2 separate regions of the Mus musculus genome follow, and region 2 is linked to region 1. Evidence: chromatin contacts called from public Hi-C data. All regions are on one chromosome and are shown on one strand. Each heading gives the region's core, a stretch centred on a gene start, on an enhancer-like site or on the middle of the called end of the contact. The rest is flanking DNA. Distances are from core to core; before and after follow the strand shown. Region 1 overlaps Naa25 (N(alpha)-acetyltransferase 25, NatB auxiliary subunit). Region 2 holds the start of Adam1a (a disintegrin and metallopeptidase domain 1a).

Evidence for each region. A called contact is a pair of places that touch in the nucleus more often than the background predicts.
Region 2: a Hi-C map of bone marrow-derived macrophages shows a contact between it and region 1, with 32 read pairs. The contact joins the promoter of Adam1a here to the enhancer-like site in region 1. A contact is called at or near these places in 4 of 39 promoter capture datasets (the 3T3-L1 cell line, the C10 cell line, Sertoli cells and 1 more), 5 of 484 Hi-C or Micro-C datasets (bone marrow-derived macrophages, epiblasts, nephron progenitors and 2 more), 1 of 115 datasets of contacts at active chromatin or transcription factors (embryonic stem cells) and 4 of 9 other capture datasets (adipose tissue, embryonic stem cells, liver and 1 more).

What each region holds. Positions count from the first base shown.
Region 1 is chr5:121,425,775-121,430,002 of GRCm38.p6, forward strand. Naa25 (N(alpha)-acetyltransferase 25, NatB auxiliary subunit) reads left to right here. Exons shown (of 24, transcript NM_172722.4): 14 at 197-377; 15 at 953-1,052. Among named protein-coding and RNA genes, the nearest start is that of Erp29, 25 kb to the right of the region's middle. Within about 2 kb of position 1,682, at least 10 of the 459 cell types and tissues checked have an H3K27ac peak or open chromatin away from gene starts, as enhancers often do. A contact at or near this core is called in bone marrow-derived macrophages, where this site is marked.
Region 2 is chr5:121,519,176-121,523,678 of GRCm38.p6, forward strand. It overlaps Adam1a (a disintegrin and metallopeptidase domain 1a), which reads right to left and starts at 2,520. Exons shown (of 1, transcript NM_172126.2): 1 at 1-2,520. The coding sequence starts at 2,053.

The DNA of each region.
Region 1 (4,228 bases), core at 432-2,931:
TTGCTGGGATTTGAACTCGGGACCGACTCTGTAGTCGGTGTTCTTAACCACTGAGCCATCTCTCCAGCCCGGAATTCCCTCTTTTGATCCCAAGTCTGTATCTAAAATTTTTATGCATCCAAACTCATTCATGATTCATTGTTGTTAGGAAATTCCGTGCTCTTAAAGCTGAGTGGATAATGTGTTTTGATTCCAGGTGAGGAGACTGCGGTCTGGCAGGCCCTGACTCTGCTGGAAGAAGGCTTAACCCACAGCCCATCCAATGCTCAGTTCAAATTGCTACTTGTTCGGATCTACTGCGTGCTGGGTGCATTTGAACCAGTGGTGGATCTCTACTCCAGTCTCGATGCTAAGCACATCCAGCACGACACCATTGGGTTGGTAGTATACACTCTGAGTACCGAGCAGGCAGCTGCATGGAGCCTAGGAAGGCATTGGGTTGGTAGCATACACTCTGAGAACCGAGCAGGCAGTTTCGTCGAGCCTAGGAAGGTCACTCGTGTAGACTGTAGCAGCGCAGGGCTCCAAACATTAGCCAGAGCGCAAGGGTTTGTATCTCCGACTGCTTTAATTATAATGGTCAGTTGCTTTCCCCAGAGATAGTGCCAGCCATTGTTTGAGGCATGCTTGTGCTCTTTTGCTGTGTGTATCCTTCAGACTATCTTCTGTGAGCTATTGCCACTGACCCAAGACTTCATTTTGAGTTTGAGTTTGGGCTATGTTATGTAGTTATTCGAATTTAGGAAGAGAATATGGTGTTCATTCTTGTTATTATCAAGGTGTAAAGAAAGAGCTCTCTTGATTTTCTTTTAATTTGATCCCATGAGCAGGATCATTCTGGCAGGGGTTTTGGGGGTTTTTTGGCCTGCTTTCTCTTCGCCATAGTAACTTGATGCCTAGTATTCGACAGTAGAGGGAAGTAACTGATGTTTTCTCTGTTCTTCCTCCCTAGCTATCTTCTGACCCGATATGCTGCATCCCTGGGTCAGTATGCTGCTGCCTCCCAGTCCTGTAACTTTGCACTCAGGTTTTTCCACTCCAACCAGAAAGATGTAAGTGAAACCCACTGGTATCATGGCTTGCTGCTGACTGCCTGGTGTAGAGTGCACCGCCTAGGGTCACAACACAGAGTCCCCGGCGCCTGGCTCTTTAGCTGGCAGGTGCCCGTAGACCACTAGGGAGAGGTATTGAATTTGCTCAGTGCTCATGTCTATAATTGAATCCTTAGAAATGTCCGTTTCTAACGGGACACTAACAGACTGAGACATCTCACGTCCCTCAGCTTTGCGTTTCACATGCTATCCAGGGACTTTCCAAGATTTCCAATCTTGGAGCAAGGGGCTCTAAGTTTGGTCCAATAGCATCCCCTACTGCATTTAAGGGCCAGTTTGTTAGAGCTGCCCAGGGCAGAGTCTAGGAGGGTCTGCATGTAGTCATCCCTGCTGCTCCCTGGGCCCACGTGGTTAAAGTTCTTTCAGGAATCCACATGGTCTCAGTTGATGGTCTTGCAAAACTGGAGCAACACCAGGAGCTAGTGTGCAGAGACGGCGAGTCTTTAGAGTGGCCACTACTGCTGTTCTTCTTGTGTGTGGCTAAGCCTCACTTCTTAGAGTTGGGCCATGCCTGGCTTAGCCAGTAGCTTCCTAGTTTCCTGGTCTCTCAGCATCATTGAGCTTGGTGAGGAAGTTGCCATCTGTGACTCATCTTGACAAATACTCTTGAGTCTTGAGGTCTTTCCTTTAAAGTCTGTCTTCCACGTGCTTCTTGAGAGATGTGTTAAAGAATAAAGAAGCAGGGCAGACAGATGTCTGAGCAGTGTGTGTTCTGCACCATAGGTGCGAAGCAGCTGAGGATAGCTTTGATCCTAGAGAAGGCTGGCCTCTGCCTCAGCCCACTCCATCAGCTATCTGTCTGCTTATCCTGTGGGGACCTTCTCCCTGATGACAGAGAAACCTGTGACCACACAGCACATTGAGGAATGTGTGCTTGCCATCTCTTTCTGAGGGATTTACTAACTTAAGAATTGCTTCCTCATCTTTCATTATTCTCACTCTTCTGTATTTATAAGGAAGAGGTTAAAGACATTTAATTTATTGAAGACTCTTAAAATTTGAGACAGGGTCTTGCAATGTAGGTGAGGCTAGCCCCAAGTGCTCTGTCTTCTTGCCTGGCCTCAGAGGAATCAATGTTTTGCTATGTTGCCTGTGGCAGGAATCACTAATGTAGCTAAATGTACATGATGCTGAGCCTGATAAATTACCAGTTTACTAGTCAGGGAATAGTAATCCTCTCCTTGAGTTTAGCTGGGGCTACTTTAACCATTCTCAAGTACACCATCTGTGAGGACCAGAGGCAGTGCTGATGCCCATATCTATAGTAAGGAAATGGAGCCCTGTGCCTGTTGGGGTAGCCTAGTCTTCTGCAACTTTCACTTGTTCTGGGGGTCCCTGGATGCTTCTTCCCTTGGGCTACTAATTTATTTCGCTTCCTAATTAGTTCTTTAACAAAGCACTTCTTAAATAGGCAGTCTGCTGTTGTTAGGTGGCTCCGTGCTATGGGGTTCAGTTACCCTTGGATGGTCCTGCTGTCTTGTTAGGTGTCACTGTTAGGTCTTCCCATTGCCAAAAGTCAGCTAGTTTTAAATGCTCCCTTTTGGGGGACAGAGACATAGGACAGTGGTTAAGAGCATACTGGGTTTGCAGAGGGCCTGAGTCTACGTCTGGTGGATCGGGACCATTTGTACCTCCAGGTCCAGGGGATCCACCCAAACATACATTGGATAAATACAAATAATAAGGGTATTTGAAATTTTTTTCTTTGAAATCTTTATTTTAGATATTCATATTAGTCATCATTTAAGGTCTGATACCTGTGTGTTTTGCTAATTTTCATAGCACTCAGGGTTCATTTTTAGGGATTCTTCTGGTGTCTGACCGGGAGTAGGTGTGGATGCATGCTCTGGCAGTAGTCTTTAGAGTGCTTATGGCCGCTTGTTTGGCTGTGTCCCATGAGGCGCCAGGCTTCAGCAGGGATGTTCTCAGCCTTCTGCTACTGCTCCCTGGGCCCTTGGCTAGCCCTGCAGAGCCACTGTAATGTGGCATTTGAAGAGGACTATCTCAGGCAGATGCACAAAAACTGCAGCCACTCCTGGTGTGTTGAGACTGTATTTTTCTCCTGGTTGTCCCTTGTTTCTGTCATGTAAAAGCTGTTGTCTGTTTTCTCAAGTGAAGTTCTGTGGACTGCTCAGACACTGAGCTCCCATTTTAGGGAAGGCTGGTCTCATGTTGGAACTGCAGTCTGCCCAGAACCACCCAAGTCTTGTTTGCATCCTGGCTAGCTTGAAGTGTTTTCAAGCTGTAAGCTCCCATTGCAAGGGTTGGCAGTTAGCCCTGCTGTGTCTTCTAAGTTGGGGACTATAGGAGAGAAGTCTGACTAAGTGTGGGCCTCTTGATGAGGCATGCCAGTGTCCTCAGTCAAGCTGGCAGTCAGTCCTACACCCGCAGGATCACACATAATCTTTTTAATTTTCTTGTGTCCGTCCGTCTTTAATCTCTCCAGATACTGCAGGCAAACAGCTGGCCGAGGTGTCCCCTGGGGGTTTAAAAGCCGCATCGAATGCAGTTGACTTAGCACCCGTGGCGCAGCCCCACGGCTTGAAATGAACCCTGCGAGGCTGTGTATCAGAGGGTATGTTGTTGACTATTGGCCTATTTTTCTCCTGGGCAAATTACTCAGGCATAGTGGAAATGGGGGCAGAGCAAGCAATAAAAACTAGGCAAAAACTAGCTTTTCTAGACAGTGTCTTTGGGGCAGACATCAGCGTTCAGCTAAATGCTTCCCTTGGCCCAAAGGGGTGATCTATCTTCTGATCCTAGTGGCCTGGGCCCACTCTGAAATGTTCTTCCCTGAGATTTGCTTGTGTTGTGCCAGGACTTTGTGTAGAACTCTCTATCTTGGCTCTGCTCTGCAGCATCTCATCCGATAATTTTAATCTGAGTCACAGTACACTTGGGAGCGCTCCCTTCACTTGCTTGTCTGGGGCAACTGAGCAGTTTGTGTGCTCAGGAAACTTGGTTCTTGATGTCTTCCTCGGAGTCCATTATGACAGTCCTATTGGTGTCTTGTTTGGTGTCTTCTGTCCTGCTGCACAGCTCATCCATCACCTTGTGTCTGGTACCCACCTAGGAGCAGTGTCTCTCTGAAGGAGAGTGGTTTCATTTTGGGTGGG
Region 2 (4,503 bases), core at 1,270-3,769, 94 kb after region 1:
AGTGCTTGAAATTGTTGCACACTCCATTCCCGTGACACATTTCCTGTGGCTCACAGTTGTACTGGAGCACCCCACGACCAGTGCAGATATACTCCATGCAGACTTTGTTTGGGGCACAGAAGGTGCCGCTCTGTACATCTCCGTCATCCGGGACATCTGTGATGTTATAGGCATCCATACTCCAACACCAGTCCTCTCCATAAGGAACCTGGAGGAGTGAGTGTAGGGGTTTGACTTTGGGCAGGTATCTAACATCTGTACACACCAGTTTCCCACAAAATACATCCTCATCGGAACATGTTTCATATCTGAAGTTAGCGGAGGTGGGATGGCCACAGTTTCCAAACCGGTTCGCCTTAGTATTAACTGAAATGTAACATTCCTCAGGGGCAGATCTTGCAGGATACCCATAGATCCTTGAACATTGTTTATCAGGGTTCTTACACCAACCCCCCAAGCAGTAATAAATCCTATCACACTGTGTGCCATCCTGCATGTAGCTGTTTGCAGGGCATTCCTGAGTACTGCCGTCACAATACTCGGGAAGGTCACACACATCCTCAGCAGGACGGCATAAGCTCCCTTTCTTCTTGAATGTACAGTTGTAGCAGCAGAGTCCCTCACTGCACTGCGCACCCTCCTTAAGCGTACATGTTGGCGAACAGCACGGGTGACTGTCACAGTCACTGCCGCAGTCACACTCCTCCAAGTCCTCCACCACACCATTCCCACAATTGGCAGCTCTGCGCATGCGGCTCTGGCGCCCAGGCTCATCAAGCAGGCACGCCCCTCTGTGGTCATGGAGGAAACGGAGGAAGTGGTCAGAGCTGCAGTTGCTGAAGCCACTGTCCTTACCGATCTTCTCACCCATGAGGCAGAAGTGCTTGGGACCACAGGTGCAGGTCGGGTGGTCGTGCTGGATACCCAGGTTGTGCCCGAGCTCGTGGGCCATGAGAGCCGCGAACAGGAGGACATCTTCATGATGGAAGGCCTCCACGGCCGCCGCAAACTCACCCGAACAGGCACCACGGAGAAACGCCTGGCCCTCGTTCTCTCCTGGGCGATGCCCGACGATCAAGTGTGCCACATCGTGCCTGACCCGGCCCACGAGTTTCTCCTGTCTCCAGAAGTTGAAATTCCTGAGTGTGGTCTGCAGGTCCACTGGGACCTCTATCGGGTCCCCCTCTGTCCAGATTTCCAGGCCCACCAGCACCACCTCTGTGTTTATCCCCCTAGTGAAGCTGTTGGCCAGAGCAATGATGTCCATTACTGCCTGGACCGTCTCGTTGATGTTACTGCCCCACATCTGGAACCGCTGGTGGTTGACCACCACAAACATCTCCACATACTTGGTGTGTGACCACCAGTCAGTCAGAACCAGTAGGTCATCGGGCTTCCTGCTCCTTGGTGGATGGCTGGTGTCCCCAGGGCTGTCTTTGGGAGTGACACTGCAGGAGACCACAGGCTGATGCTCCATGGTGTAGAGGACATGTTCAAAGTTTTTGGAAGAGAGCATGGGCTCAATGCCATAGGATGTTTCCTCTTTAATCAAGACCCCCCTGAGGCCTGAACAGATGTTGACAGAAACAAAGGAGCCTGGCACCCCTTCCATGTAGCCTTCATAGTGGCAGTCCTGGGAGAGGAGAGGCATTTCTTGCCTCAGGATGCCATTGTGGTAACTGTAGACTGGGAAGTTATTCTCAGGGTAGTGTCCCTTTACCTCGAGGTGAAGCAGCTGCTTTTGGCCTTGCATCAATAGCATGTAGGACACCTTCCCTCCAGGGTCTTTCCCCCCCTTGCCTGGCAGTCTCTCAGGGATGACAGTTTCATAGGAAGAATTATATACAGATCCAATGTCACAGAACGTGCTCGGGAGAAAAATCAGTAGCACCAAAATCCCTACTCTGACAGATGGCACTAGTCTCAGTCCCAAGTTCCAGTGCAGTGCCGCCCAGATGTGAGGTGTTAGCTTAGCTTCTTTTAAGGCTATTCGCCTGATCTGTGGGGAAGACAGACTGGAGGCAAACCCTCTCCCCGCTGCTGCCACTGACATGGCTCCAACAAACTGCTGATGATGGAGGATCTCTGTCCATCAGCGGCAGTGCTCTCTGCTTTTCCCAGACCCAGGCACCCAGACCTGTGCCCGTGCCTTACTGGGGAGCTTCCCAAGAAACTGTGCGGTCTCAGGCTGTGTCTCTCTCCTTTCTTTCTCCTGGCCTTGGTGGATATGTGCAGCACAGGGGCTTCTTTCAAGTGGAGGAGCTTCAGTGTTGCTTAAGTTCCTTTGACATTCATGGAGATGAGCCCTGCATCTACAGTGGCTCAGCCGGTTCTGTGCTTGTCACATCATCTTTCCTCCTCCACAGGTCATGGGCCCCTGACATGTTAACCAGCTCATACTTTCAGACTCAACATTCTGCAGGGTTTCGGGGGAGGGGACAAAGTTCTCTGGGTTCTCTGAACAATTAAGAGTTCTCTGTTGTCCTGCCTCATTCCTCATTCTTACAGTGGTCATGCTGGATGGATAGCTAGTTCTCTTAGACTGCCTGATTCCTTTCACTGGTGTACACACACACGCACACGCACACGCACACACACACAGTATTTAGATGTTCTACTTTCCCGTATCCTTGTGTCTACCAAATAAATTTTGGCTTTAAGACATGATCCTTCTCTATGGAAATTTCTAAAGCATAAGTGTTACATGATCTTATTTTTACCACAGAACTATATTAGAGCCTAAAATCTAAGTTAGTTCTCCCAATGGTCTCACCATAAAAATGAAGACAGACTGGTGACTCTAGTTAAAGCAACAAAGAAAATGGAAGTGGGCTCTGGAAGAACTCTTAAGCCCGCACACTTGCTGACTGCAGTTGGCTTGCACTGCCCACCCAAGTCCGAAGCTTTAGTTTCACCTTAGTGTTCTTCCTGCATTTAGCATTATCCATTAGAAGGAAAACAGAAGTTGTGTGAACACATTCCTTCCCCCATTTCTTCATTTTCATGCATATATACTTTAACTAAATGAAACTGTCTTTTAGGTGGTATAAAAATAATTTTATGTTATAAGTGAAATATTTACAACCTAAATCATACGAGGTATAACACTTGGGATTGGAGATTCAGAAAGGTGGTACATTTCTGTAATCCCAACACCCAGGAGACAGAGACAAGAAGATCACAAGTTCAAGGCCCGCATGGTGTTTGTGTGAGTTCTGAGCCAGCGATCCATCCAAAGCAAGACCTTCTCTCAAAAAGCAAGGCCATCACCACCAAAAAAAAAAAAAAAAAGGAAGGAAGGAAGAAAAAAAATGGAATCAGATATTGGATGGCACCAAGAAAAAATATATATATTCTCTAATAACGGAAAAACATTCTAATATAGATATATAGATATGTACATATATATCTAGATATATATAGCTATATGTATTGTGTGTGTGTATTTGTGTGTGTATGTATGTGTGTGTGTGTGTGTGTGTATGTATATATATATATATATATATATATATACATGTATATATATATATATATATATATATATATATATATATATGAAAACTTGTGGCATCTCCCCTCAGCCAGTGATGCTTGCTTCCTATCAGACAGCATTAGCATTTAGCAGAAAATGCATATTCTCACTTCACAAACTCACTTGACAGTGGGAGGGAAAGTGAGGGTCCTCAGCCATCAGCCACTGAGTAATTCAAAACCTCTTCCAAGTACCTGTTCTGGAAATGACCAACGCTATTTATTCCTCTGCTTCCCTGTGTCAGAACTAACAAACATAACACAGGTTAAGGCATAAGACAAACCAAGAATCAATAATGGAAAAAACAGTCTACTTTTTAAACTTAAAAATATGTAATTAAAATGAAATACTTAATTTTCCAGTTCTCAGATTGAAACTCATTTTCTGTGGTAGGCAGGCAAGAAATTATCCAGGAATAGAAAGGTTTAACTTCCAGCTAGGGGTAGATTTTTGAATTATTAGCAAAAAAAACTGATTCATGTTAAAACATAACTTACTACTGACCTAGAAATACACAAACCAAATTATGCTCTGATTTAGTGTGCCTAACCAGGTGAGTGACGAGAGTCAGGACATCTCCAGGGGGGTTTTTACAGATATCCAACATAGTTCTCATCTGGACAAACAGAGATACAGACTTCATCATGGGGCAAGAAGAATGTAGCTGAAAGCTGCTGAGACATGCCATGCACAGGAAAAGGAAAAGTAGCCAGAAAATGTGTGTCCGTTTCAGCCGTTCTACACTTCACCGCAGTGAAGAGGGAAACACCCTAAGCTTTTACAAGACATCCAAAGTGACACGATTCTAAGATGAACGCTAGAGTTGGTGTGTCAGTGGTTTCTCTAAAGAGAAGACTAACAGCTAACTTGTCCCCAAGGAAACACTGGATTCCAACCCCAGGAAAGGCGCACTGGAGGTCAGCAGGCACAGGAGAGCAAGTGTGGCCTCCCTGATGACCTAGGGGACAGGA